Regions from separate parts of the Hordeum vulgare genome. Here region 1 is linked to region 2. Evidence: chromatin contacts called from public Hi-C data. All regions are on one chromosome and are shown on one strand. The core of a region is the stretch at or near the end of the contact, and the rest is flanking DNA. Distances in the headings are between cores, read along the strand shown.

Region 1 (3,367 bases), core at 63-2,562, 230 kb before region 2:
AACAAAGAACTTCTGCAGACCCATAAACCTCGCACCAAATCAGCATACACTGGAAGAATTTCCAGAACATCTTCCTCCGAACAGTCTGGAGCAAGATGCATTAGAGCAACAAATTGACTCACTTGTGACACCTCAGTAAACCATTTCTTCAGGCGCTCTTCCAGTGGCAGTGAAAGCATCTCCCGGATCGCCTGGCATCTGTTAATATTCTTGCTGCCTGTCGGCCCTCCAGGACACAATGACGCTGCATAATCCTGTGTGCTCATTGTGAAATCTATAGGCCTGCCCTCGCTTGCTACCATCTCAGCATAGTACTTGCTTGCAACATCACTCCCAGCCGGTTCATAAGTGAGAGAAATCCACGGCTCAGGTTCTTTAGGGGGGTCCTTGGAACCATCTGAGCGCTCTTTTCCCTTGACCGATGGAACAGCCTGGACACCAGCACCACCGCCATTTGTTTCCACCTGCTGCAAAGGCTGCCTAGCACGCGAAGCACCAGAAATCAGATGCGGCTTTGACGGCCGCAGCTGCATCACCGCATCAAGATGATTCAGATGAACCATGTTGCCTCGGAGAACCCCAACGGCAAAGTCAGACACATCAGGCGCCTCCGATGAGGACAGTGTCTGCGTTGTCAGCCTCAGAGACCCAGAAACCTCCGGGTCGTAATTGTCACTCTGCGTATCGACCTCCAAGTCTACCTCAACCTTTGAGCTCCCAGGCTTCACGCGGACCTCCTTGCATACCTCACCGAGCTCGTACGGACGCCAGCATGGCCTCAGCGGGTACTGCATGATGTAGAGCTTGCTGTCCTTATCGAAGGGCTTGGGCGTGAAGCAGACGTCGATCTCCCGCACCACGAAGTCCTCATCCTCAACATCCATGTCATCCGCGCCATCGGCGGCGCCCACCCTGTCCGTCTCCATCGCGTCCACGCCATCCTCCGGCAGCGTGCCCGCCGCCGCGTCGTGGGGTTCACCCTCCTCCGGCTTTGACTCGGGCTCCGGCTCTGGTTTGTGCTTGGGCTTGGGCTCCGGTTTGGCCTTCGGCTTTGGCTTCGGCTTGGGCTTGCCCTTGACCTTGGGTTGGAAGCGGACGGAGGGGGCGGCAGCGGCGGCGGCGGCGGCGGAAGAGGACGGGGCGTCTAGGGAGGCGAGGTCGGCCATGTCGATGTCGGCGTCTGTCGCCATGGCCGCCGCTGCTAGGGTTCCGCCGCCGAGGGGATTTGGGTTTTCTATTTCTCAGGAAAGAGTGCGGCAGCTTGGGAGAGAGACGAGCGACAGACAGGTCGCTCATCGCTGTTTATCTCCCGTGCGTTGTTTGGGCTTGGGCATGCGGATGCAGAAAATAGCAGGCCTGGATAGCATGCTGTATTTACGAACAGCATATTATTTTTTTATTTTTTTTTAGAAAAAGAGAGATGCCTTCCCAATTTCCATATATTAGAAGCCACAGTTGTCTTACGCCTGTGGGACCCCGACTTACGAGTCGAGATCGCGGAATGAACGTGCTCAATGATCCCAGAGATCAATGCTCACCGAACACACAGATACCGAATATTAAGAGTCTTACATCTATACATAACGTTTGATACAACAAATGACCATTGTGGTCAGGTCTTACATATATAGGGCCTTGAGGGCCAACACACCAAACTGGACCAATAGCGGAAATATTGGTCGAAAACGTGAACCCATGCCATCAGCCTTAACCTACATGCATTCTGACTGGGAAGCGTCCTAGCTCGCAAGAACGTCACCGAGATACTCTTCACCAAATCATGTTCTCTCATACCTGGTCAATGAAATAAACAGTGGCAAGCCAATGAGTACTTTGAATGTACTCGCAAACAACCCATGATATGAACAATGCAAGTGAAGGATAACAATAAAATGCATCTTTGGTGGATATCATCTTGGTGGTAAACAAACATGATCATGGTATGCAATAAGTTAAATGTCACTTTGAAGAACATGTTACAGATATCAATATATCTGTCAAGGACTGAACACTCCAGGTTCACCCTATATGCCAAGTCATCAAACTTGGTCATATCATTACTCTCATAATAACTCCTTTTTATCACAACTCACACACACTTGGTTTATGCGGAAACGACTAGACGTAGTTTAAGTAGGATTACCCAACTGTCCTTGACCGTGGACACGGCTATTCGAATAGTTTTACACTCTACAGAGGTAGTACGCTCGACTCACGAGATCCGGGAAACTATTGTGTCATCCACGACTCGCGGTATATAACATACCCGAGGTAAGTACCCGATCAATGTCTTTCCCCTGACGATACTAGACAAAGAGATCCACTCGATTGGTACCCAGCCCACATGTTTTACATCTTATGAGCACCGACTCTGGACAGTATCAACCATGCGGGGACCAACGGTGTGCCTTGAACACGTAAAAACGGCATAGTCGCCCTACCTGGCACGACCGTATCACGAGAGTGACCACACATCACTCCCGCCACTAGTAATGTGGCTCTTTGCTAGCACCAACCAGAGTAATCAACACAGTCCCGTCCCATAAAGGGTAACATGGTTATACATGTAAGGTTGGGACGGTCGACACATCATAAATCTAATCCCATTTCCGCAACCATACTCACACAAATACCCGGTGCACCACTTCACCAAAAGTGGCCACCTAACTCATCATCACCCTCGGGCATTAGTGGCACCCGACGGGGTTTTCATAAATCTTTGATTTATACCAACAACATGCTCATGCTACTGTTACACTAGCTTTACTTGTCAACATGATACTAGCATGACCCTCATAGGTGGTAGGATCAAGCTTAATGCATGTGCTCCGGAGGAGCCATCGATAACATCACTTCAATGATTTACCGGCACTTATGATCATATGCAACGGAATACTTGCTATACTAACATGCAATATAACATATGCTTAGTAATGGTCAAAGGGTTGCTTGCCTTTGCTCTCATAAGTTCTCAGGGTCTTCGAGGTCTTCCGATCCAACTCTGAGTATTCCATCTACCCCGTCAACTATCGTCAAAAACAAACATAATAAGCCACACAGCAAGCAGAAATAAAAGTGTTATAAAATGGAAGTTATATTTTTCTTGGACCTCTCTGGTCATAAGAAAAAAAATACCTCAAGCTTGCCATATGAGGTTTGGATCATCAGGGATTTCTGAATGGAGGAAAGGAGGGGTAGGGGGTTCTTTATGAAGCCCACAAAAAATATTATGATAAAAATGAGTGGAGGCACTCATTTGATAGAGAACAGTTTTAGAAATATTTAGGAAGTTGTTTCACTAGATTTGGAGTTGAAATGATTATACTAGGAATTTTCCAACACTGGATAAATAGCAATAGGAAGCTAT
Region 2 (3,507 bases), core at 266-2,765:
ACCACATTAACACTAAACATGCCCGATTCATGCGGCAAAAATATGTACGAGCTCGCCCTCAATTGAAATGAGGGTACAAGTATATACTGTGACAGCAGTGGATTTCGGCTTTATTGCACATTACTTCTTGTCTTCCTGACTTTTGACAGTTCAATAGCACAAAAGTGGAGAACAAAATAGTGGAAATCTCGGAGTGAGGCTAATCGAACAACGACGGTGTGTTTGGTGCTAGTAGATTTTAGGACCTGAACTCTGGCTCGAAAATAATAACCGAGGAAGGGGCACGCTGCGGTCCGAAATAGCCAAATCTCAAGAAGCAGCGGCATATGATATGTCGATGGGGCAGAAAAGCCGAAGGAACAAATTCTAACATATTGATCCACTGAAAATTCAGCGACAATGACATGATGCCAATGTATATGTATGGAGTTGTTAGCAGAAAAATGATAACAAGAGACCGCAAGTGACCAGCGACGTCACCGACGTTGACCAGGAGAAGCATAGAGAGGGCGGGTAGCAGAGCTCTCACCCGATCCACGTCGTCGTCGCCGCCGTGGAGGGGGGACGCGGCGGGCCCCCTCCGCGCGCGCCTGCGGATCCGGCGGCCGGCGCCCGCGGCCCTGATGACGTCCTGGATCTCCCACAGGGTGGCGCCCAGCTGCCGCGCGGACGCCCCCGACGAGCTCCTCCTCCCCGCCGCCGCCGCGTCCGCCGCAGGCTCCTCCGGCCGCGGCGGCGACGCCTCGAGCTTCCAGGACGGCGAGGGCGTGGCGCGGTCCGCTCTCCGCCTCGCCCGCGCGGCCGCCAGCTCCCGCCGCAGCGGCGCCCCCTCCTCCGGCTCCCGCTGCCGATTCGGGGTCCCGTGGGCCGGCTGCTCCCCGCCGACGCCGCATTTCTGCAGCGGCGCTGCCGGTGGCTCTACCTCCATGGCTGCCGCCTCGCTGTCTTGGCGAGCGGTGCGCCCCCGTTCCGCTTCCGCTTCCGCTTCCCCTGCTTGTTTTTCCTTGGACTCTCTGACTAAGGAGCCGTCATGCCCTGCGTCCTCACCTTCGCTTCCTTGTGCTGTCTCCCTGTGCACAGTGCTTGCAGGAGTAGGATCCCAGGCAGTAGAGCTAGAGCTAGAGAGAGAGCACGTATCTTTCTTTTTTTTACCGCCGCGGTGTGAAGGGAAAAGCGGTGGCCTGCTCCGTAGAACGGCGGTTGTCAGAGGGGAGGAAATGTTTACTTGCGGGCGCATTGATGATTGACCACTCACTCGCTACACCGCGTGCGGCGCTACTGCCGGGGCTCCGACGCCTCTCTCGACAGTCGACACCCAACTCGCCGGCCCGACGGGATTGCTCGCCGACCTCGTCCTCCCCCACCCGCCGCCGCCGCTACCACCACCACCACCACCACCGAGGAAGCCTAGCTAGGTAGCCTTGTTTTCCTCGGGTTACGTTGTAGTAGTACTGCTCGGCGTGCACGTACGAAACGTCTGATCGATGGGTCTATTCGACCGACGGCACGGGCGTGGGGTGAAGGACTAGAGAGAGCAGGCGGGCATGCTGGTGCTGCTGCGCCGGTCGACGCGACCCGTCACTTCCTCCTCCCCTCTCTCTCTTTCTGAGACGTGACGAAATCTGCCCGTTCCAGCTATCATGGCCCTACCAATGGGTAGATATATAGAGTATCCAAAGAAATTACCTATTCGTTTCCACTTACTTTCTCACGAGGGGAATAGAATAAGATTCTTGCGTGGAAACCTTTAGTGCATGGATTCCCAGACCGTCCTAGGGAACTAGGATACGAGGGTGTTTGTTTTCATGAATTTATTGATTTAGGGACTTAAAAAAGTCTATATGAGTCTCACCTAAACCAAACACAAGGGATTTATTGTGACTTATTGTGATGATTTGGGACTTATCAAATAAGACTTTCAGGGAGGAGCTTATTGGGACTTATTCCGGGCCGGACCTACCCCGCGTTGCTCCAGGCTCGGTCCAAGCACGCCGCCCCGCCTCTCGGTCCAATCGCCGCCGCCGCCCCGCCTCTCGCCCCGTTGCCGCCCCGTCGCCCGCTTCGTCGGTTCGGTTCGCCGCCCCGTCTCGTTTCGTCGCCCCATTTCTGCCTCGGTTCGTCGCCCCGTCCCGTTCGTTCGCCGTCCCGTTTTTGCCTCGTTGCAGCGGTGCTTATCATGTGTGCCGTACGTTTTGGCTGATGACGATCCATGTTGACTGCAGGTTACCCGCGTCCCTGTGCAAGTGTATTATTAGGTGCAACATGGACTTATAAGTCCCTGTAAACAAACAGGTAGGGACTCGGGACTTATAAGTCCATGTAAACAAACAGGTAGGGACTTATGACTTATAAGTTGGGACTTAAAAAAGTCCTAGGACTTATGAAACAAACAGGGCCTACTTCTCTTCTCTACCTCCAACTGCACAACTACAAACTTCCTATGTCTTGGACTCTTGGTGATTTGTTCGAGCGACGTTGTTGTCCACATTTGTCTTACCAAATGTCCCCTATCACGGCATTTGTCTTACCAAACTAAATTATATGCGTTCAGCGCTTACCGTGGAATTTGAAGCTTTAGGCCTCGTTCGGTACCCAGGTATCTGGACCTTATCTAGAGTATTTTACAGGCCCGGTAAAAAAATCCCTAAGATTCCTGACAACCCATTCGTTACTCCGGTATTGGACCAGCCCATCCCCAAATTTACACGCTGAAACCCTCAATACCCGTGTATGAGCAGACGCGAGCTGCCCCTCGCGAATTTCCTCCCTCCGCCGTCGCCCCTTCGCACCTCTCCACCGTCGCCCCGTCGCCTGCCCCCGCCGCCGTCGCCCCTTCGCCCCTCTCCACCATCCGCCCTCCGCTCTCCGTCGTCCTCCGCTCTTCATCGTCGGCCCTCTGCTCTCCATCGTCGGCCCTCCACCCTCCGTCCGCCGTTTGCCGGCTCCGTCCAGGCCTCCTCAACCCCTGTCCGTCGGTCCTGCCTCATCAGCCCCTGCCGCCTCCGACGCCAGAACTCATTGCTTCGGTAACCTGGTGTCTTCGCCGGTAAGGGCTGGTTCCATCTCATCCCTCCCCTCTCCTCCCCTTTTCTAGGGTTCGCCGGTTCCATCTCATCTGATTCTTGCTATGATAGTGTTGCTTGATTTTGGCATTGACTGATTGGATATGATAGTGTTTGGATCAAAGCCCAGGTTCCAATTCCTAGTTATTTCAACCATTATAGCGTCCCAAGTTATTTTCAATCTTCTAGCTGATGAGACTAAATCAAGTTTCAGTAACTCACAGTTTGTACATAACCAAAACAAAGGAGACGGACAATGCGATAACATTATGGCAAATAATTTAAGTAATTATATTTGCTGATGTTCTTGTTTATCCCGAAACTAAATGGTTTTACACTAGTTACAAGCAAGGCAGAGGTACAGTTTTGCGTACATTCTTTGTTGTAATATGAACTAGTTAAAAGCAAGGCAAAGGTACGTGTGAGTTTATGGATATACTGAGAT

The links. A called contact is a pair of places that touch in the nucleus more often than the background predicts.
Region 1: a Hi-C map of leaf shows a contact between it and region 2, with 6 times the contacts expected there. The contact joins the promoter of LOC123407460 here to the promoter of LOC123407406 in region 2. A contact is called at or near these places in 2 of 6 Hi-C or Micro-C datasets (leaf and seedling).

The regions. Positions count from the first base shown.
Region 1 is chr7H:462,600,899-462,604,265 of MorexV3_pseudomolecules_assembly, reverse strand. LOC123407460 reads right to left here and starts at 1,312. Exons shown (of 2, transcript XM_045100594.1): 1 at 1-1,312. The coding sequence starts at 1,190.
Region 2 is chr7H:462,373,614-462,377,120 of MorexV3_pseudomolecules_assembly, reverse strand. It overlaps LOC123407406, which reads right to left and starts at 1,515. Exons shown (of 4, transcript XM_045100531.1): 1 at 1,256-1,515; 2 at 530-1,181. The coding sequence starts at 928.